Linked DNA regions of Pan troglodytes: region 1 is linked to region 2. The links are chromatin contacts, called in public Hi-C maps. All regions are on one chromosome and are shown on one strand. The core of a region is the stretch at or near the end of the contact, and the rest is flanking DNA. Distances in the headings are between cores, read along the strand shown.

What was found. Hi-C and Micro-C count contacts between places; a contact is called where the count stands out from the background.
Region 1: a contact with region 2 is called in a Hi-C map of stem cell-derived neural progenitor cells, with 3 times the contacts expected there. The contact joins the promoter of ADSS2 here to the promoter of DESI2 in region 2. A contact is called at or near these places in 1 of 7 Hi-C or Micro-C datasets (stem cell-derived neural progenitor cells) and 1 of 1 datasets of contacts at active chromatin or transcription factors (stem cell-derived excitatory neurons).

The regions. Positions count from the first base shown.
Region 1 is chr1:4,701,604-4,704,303 of NHGRI_mPanTro3-v2.0_pri, forward strand. ADSS2 (adenylosuccinate synthase 2) reads left to right here and starts at 1,333. Exons shown (of 13, transcript XM_054674895.1): 1 at 1,333-1,475. The coding sequence starts at 1,473. It overlaps CATSPERE (catsper channel auxiliary subunit epsilon), which reads right to left and starts at 1,340. Exons shown (of 22, transcript XM_054674860.2): 1 at 1,152-1,340. The coding sequence starts at 1,209.
Region 2 is chr1:4,506,857-4,509,556 of NHGRI_mPanTro3-v2.0_pri, forward strand. It overlaps DESI2 (desumoylating isopeptidase 2), which reads right to left and starts at 1,395. Exons shown (of 5, transcript XM_016941936.3): 1 at 975-1,395. The coding sequence starts at 1,016.

The DNA of each region.
Region 1 (2,700 bases), core at 83-2,582, 190 kb after region 2:
AGGGGTTCACCTTGTCCACTGCCTAGACAGAGCCAATTCATCAAGACAGGCAAATGGCAATAGAGAAAGAGTAATTCATGTAGAGCTGGCTGTGCAGGAAACCAGAGTTTTATTATTACTCAAATCAGTCTCCCATAAATGATTTTAAAAAATTGAATGGAAATGACTAGTAAGGTGTGCTTATTCAGTATCTACTATCTGCCCAACACTACCTCGGGGATTTGACTAGAAAGAAATAGATGGCATTCTTGTTTCCAAAATGTTTGTGATCTTGTAATAAGGCCAAGATAGACAACAATTATCACATAGTATTATAATTGTTTACTAATCAATAGACCAAATAATTTGAATCCTTGAGGGCTGAATTGTATCTTTATTTCTCCTATGTTATCAGTGCCCAGGACACTTAGTTAATAGCAGGTTCTCAATGTTCCTGACTTAACTCATTGACTAGAAATAAAATACTAAAGTGTGCTCTAGGGACCATTAGTGAACATACAGTATGTACAGGCGATTTGGGAGACGGTACATATAATGTGATTCCATTCCCACTTTTTTTCGAAGCACCTTTTATCAGAATTAAACATCATAGTTAATTTGTGTTGGTGTCGAAAGGGCATTAGATGAACAGTAGGTATACACCAGAATCTAGTTACAAATGTAACTGAGAGACAGTGGAATCTACAGGAAGGACATGGGCTCTGGACTTAGACTATCGAAGTACCAATTCAAGCCTCACTAGGGCAAGTTACCCAGCTTTTAAATCCTGTAAAATAAGGATAATAGAGGATCACCTACCTTATATGGTTGTGGGGATTAAAAAAAAAAGAAGTGCATGACGGTATCTGCATATATGTACTATATGCGACATAGGTAATCCACTCCTCCTCTCTGAGCGTTTGTTACTACTATGTAAAATGAGGATTAGGACTTTACTTGATCTATTGATTTCAGGTCTCATGTCCTTTATCTTATTGCCTTACTTTTGAATTTTGTCTTTTTTGATCCCTGTCCCCATCTCTGTTACTTCCAGACTTTTAATTTCCAATTCTACACTTACACGTTCCGATTTTATGCTGTTTGTACTGCGAAATTCCACAGTTTGTATTTTGTACACATTCATTCCTTAATAAAGACAAATCCAGACAAACCTGCAGACGGCAGACACAGTGGCCCCAGAATACACCGCCGCAGCCCAGAGCGTTGCATGCTGGGATTTGTAGTCCGACGCTCCACACGCGCTTCCGCGCCTCTCCAGTTTGAAAGCGAGAGGTAGAGCGGGTAGGCGGGGTGCTGAAGGGGAAGCGCTCTCGAAGCCCCGCCCCTGACCTTTTCCGCTCGCGAGGTTCGCACAGGAGTGGCGCGCCAGGCCGCGGAAGGGGCGTGGCCTCGGTCCGGGGTGGCGGCCGTTGCCGCCACCAGGGCCTCTTCCTGCGGGCGGTGCTGCCGAGGCCGGCCTGCGCGGGGCAGTCATGGTACCCCCTTGAGCGGGCTGTGGCGGAGAGCGGGGCGGGGACTGGCTGGAGGGTGGCGGCCCGGCGGGGCGGGGGCGGGGCCGGCCTCTGGCTCCTTCTTCCTCTGCATGTGGCTGGCGGCCGCAGAGCAGTTCAGTTCGCTCACTCCTCGCCGGCCGCCTCTCCTTCGGGCTTTCCTCGCGTCACTGGAGCCATGGCGTTCGCCGAGACCTACCCGGCGGCATCCTCCCTGCCCAACGGCGATTGCGGCCGCTCCAGGGCGCGGCCCGGAGGAAACCGGGTGACGGTGGTGCTCGGTGCGCAGTGGGGCGACGAAGGCAAAGGGAAGGTGGTGGACCTGCTGGCGCAGGACGCCGACATCGTGTGCCGCTGCCAGGTGAGGCGACGGGCCTCTCACGGGAAGCCGGGCCCGGGAGCTCGGGCTGCCTGGCTCCTGGTGCCCGGGAACTCGGACCCAGAACCCGGATCCACTGGCCAAAATGAGGTGTCACCTTGAGGCTCTCTCCTCCTGTCCTGAGCTGCGGCTACGTGGAGAAATGGCGGGAGGTCGGGGACCCCTGACCTGGAGCGTCGGGTGAAACTTGGGGTGGCCCTGGAGGAAGAGGTGGGCTGGCGGGGAGCCTTTGAGAGATGCGCGATGCCGGGCAGTTGCAGTTTTGCGTCTGGGGAGTGGTGCTCAGCGCCGGGACTGAGGCCAGGGTGGAGGTGGGATGCGGTCCGAGTTTGAGGAGCTACCGCCCGAGGCCTGCTCCCAACTCTTCCGACTGCGGGCGGAGACCCGGCGCGACGGCAGAACCCCCCCCATCACCGCCCCCCCGCCCCGCCCAGGGCGGCGGAGTGGAAGTGGATTGTTTCGAAACGTCCTGAAATCAGACTCACCGATCCCCCATCTGCAGGACCGTGGCGTGCAGTGCTTTGCTTCCTCTGGTCCACTTTGTTGACATCCAAACCCACCCACCTCTGGGCTTTGGACTGTTGTTTTAGGGCCCTGAGTTTCTTGTTTTTGTTTTTGTTTTTACAGTGTGCTCCATACATTAAAGTTAAGGAGAAATTACTTTTACTAGTTGGTCCTAGAGGAAGGAATCCCTTCTCTGTTCAAAAAAAGTGAGGGAAGTAAATACATGGATGTCAAATTGAGTATTTAGAAATAAATATTTGCATTGTTAAGGTGACATCGAAAGTGAACTTTCGGAAAACGAGGTGGTAATGTACCTCTAACGGGAGA
Region 2 (2,700 bases), core at 145-2,644:
CCGGGCAATTTTTCATTTGTCAGTCAACTTACAAGGAATTTTCAGCACTGCAGTCAGAGGTACTAATCCATTCTACAGAACAAAAACCCATTCTACAGAACAAAGCAAGCAAACACACCCAAACATGCGTCTAACTGCAACGACAATTCTCCACCGGGTGCTTTTTTCTGGGGGCATTTCCCTGCAAAAATCAGGCAAACCAGTTCTTGGACTCGATTCTGCGTGCTTGCCATACTCCAAAGTTAGATGATACAATAAACTTCTTCCCTTCCCTCTCCCGTGGTCACGTCACCTGTTGCATCACCTGGAAAGTGGTCTTCAGAGTGTAGGAAACGAGCACCACCGGGATCTCTAAATAATTCAGCTGGGCTATTTTCTTGAGAAATGTTAGCCTCATTCATATTTTAACGAGGTTGCCTTTAACACACAAGGAAAGGGTGTGTTGGCTCCTGTTCACCTTTGAGGAGATTCTAGCACGGGCACCCGAAAGCTGTGACTTTCTGGACTTAGAGGGGCTTGGGAGTCTTTGAAGACGTAGCCATGGAGAGAGATGTCCAGTTCGGCAGAAGCAGAGGAGCTGGGAGCGCAGGCGGTCGGGACGGGGGTCCTGGGGCAGCCCCGGGGGCCGGCAAGTGGGGTTGGAAACGCAACGGAAGCTTTGCCGAAAGGACACTGCACGTCGGCCAAGGGGTCGGGCCCAGAGCCGGGGTCGGGGCCAAGCTGAGCGGATGGGAGAGGTTCAAGCCCACCCGAGCTTTGGCCAAAACCCTCGGGCTGACTGGGTTCCCCGGAGCGTCGACGAGTGCGAGGATTAAAAAATAACAATACTCCCTCCTTTACCCCCGGCTTCCCCCGAGAACTAGGCTGGAGGCGGAGACGCCAGGCAGGAAGCGCCTGGGGCCGGGGTCCGAGCCCCACGGGCGAGAGGAAGCCGGCCTGGGCCAGGGCTCGGGGCCGCCAGGGGCCGCACTCACCATGTCGTACACGTTGAGCACCACTAACTGGTTAGCCCCCATCCTCCTCCCCGCGGCCGCCGCCTCGTCCTCAAGCCGCTCCGTCTCCGCGGGGCCGGAGGCCGCGCTCACCCCCGCGGGCGCTTCAGGGGGCCTGAGCCGGGCACTAAGCGTCCAGCCCGGCCCGCGGCAGCCGGGGCGGAAGCATCGGGCAGCCGAGCCGCTCCCGGGCGCCGCCGACAGGAGCCTCTGTGCGGACGGGGCCGGACCGTTGGCGGCCCGCTCCGGCTGAGGCACCTCCCCTAGGCGGCAGACACGTGGGGAAAGGCGGGGCTTGAGCAAGGGGCGGGCGCCAGGCGCCCCGGGGGCGGGGCCGGCCCGGCGCCAGGACTGAGCCCGCCTGCGCTCTGGTTCTCGGCCGGCGCACCTCGGGACCTAAAATGGCGGCAACTCCGGCGCCTCCGCGTCCTGGAGGAACGGGGACCCAGGAAGACTACAGTTCCCAGCATGCAGTGAGGATCCCCCTTGCTACTATAAGTGCAGAGGCGGAGTCTCAACAGCCCTTCGACTACAACTCCCTGCATGCCGCGGGGGCCCCGGTCCTACCAGACCAGGCCTCCCCGGGAGACTACAACTCCCAGCATGCAGTGCTTTAGAGCTGCGGCAGATCCCTTGCCGCCCGCGGGCGGTGAAATCTCCTACCTTCATTCACCCTCTCATCGCAGGTGCTGCTGCTTTTAGTAGTTCATGTTGCGTTGAGCTCGATGAAGCCAGCGAAATGTGGCAAAAGACCAGAGTGATGACCCTAAGTTTTCCAAATGCCTCCTCACTTTTTATTTGGCAAGCGGAGTGGTGGGGAAATAGAGGAAGACGAGTTACTGGTGTGGGATGAGGTGTAACGTGCATCCAATTAATCCTCAATGTGGAATTTACATTTTGTGAAACTATCCTGCTGAGATGGGAAGGGTACAGTAACCGTAGCTTAGCACAATCCTGGGACGTAGTATGCAGCTCTGCATTAATTCAACAAATGTTTGTTATGTGCTTCCTATGTGCCAGGCAGTGTTGTAGGCCCTCGGGAATGCCGTGATAAACAGGAACAGGGACAAACAAAATATCACTGGTATGTGCTTTGCAGAAAATTTAAGTCAGGTGAAGTCATTCTTAAATTGGCTGCACGGGGAAGATCGCTGTAATGAGTTCTAAGCTGAAATGTGAATGACAAAGCCAGCTCCGCAAATATGAGGGGGAGGAGTATTTCAGTCAAAGGGAACAAATGCAAAGATCTGAGGCATGAAGGAGTTTTCTGTATTCAAGGAAACAAAAGATCACTCTTGCTGGGACACAATAGGCAAGGAGTCGACGGTACTAGATGAGCTGGGCAGGTAGGCAGAGGCCAGATCCCGGAAGGATTTTAAAATTCATAACAGGGGTTGTATTTTAAACGAAGCCATAAGTTTGGACCAGGGAGTGAAATGAGTGTGCGTGTGTTTAAAAATGATTACTTGGGTTGCTGTGTGGAAAATGGATTTCACAGAGGCAAAGGAGGTGGAAATAGGGAGATGAGTGTGGCAGATTGTGAAAATAGCCACAAATTATTTCCAGTCTCCCAAATTATACTCTTTGGTGGTGTCTACCCCCACTGACTGCACTGGACTGTGACTTGCTGTGGACGTGGGACATTAACATCATGCAAGCAGAGGCTTAAAAAACACTTGTGAGTTGGGGCTTGCCCTCTTGCTGAACT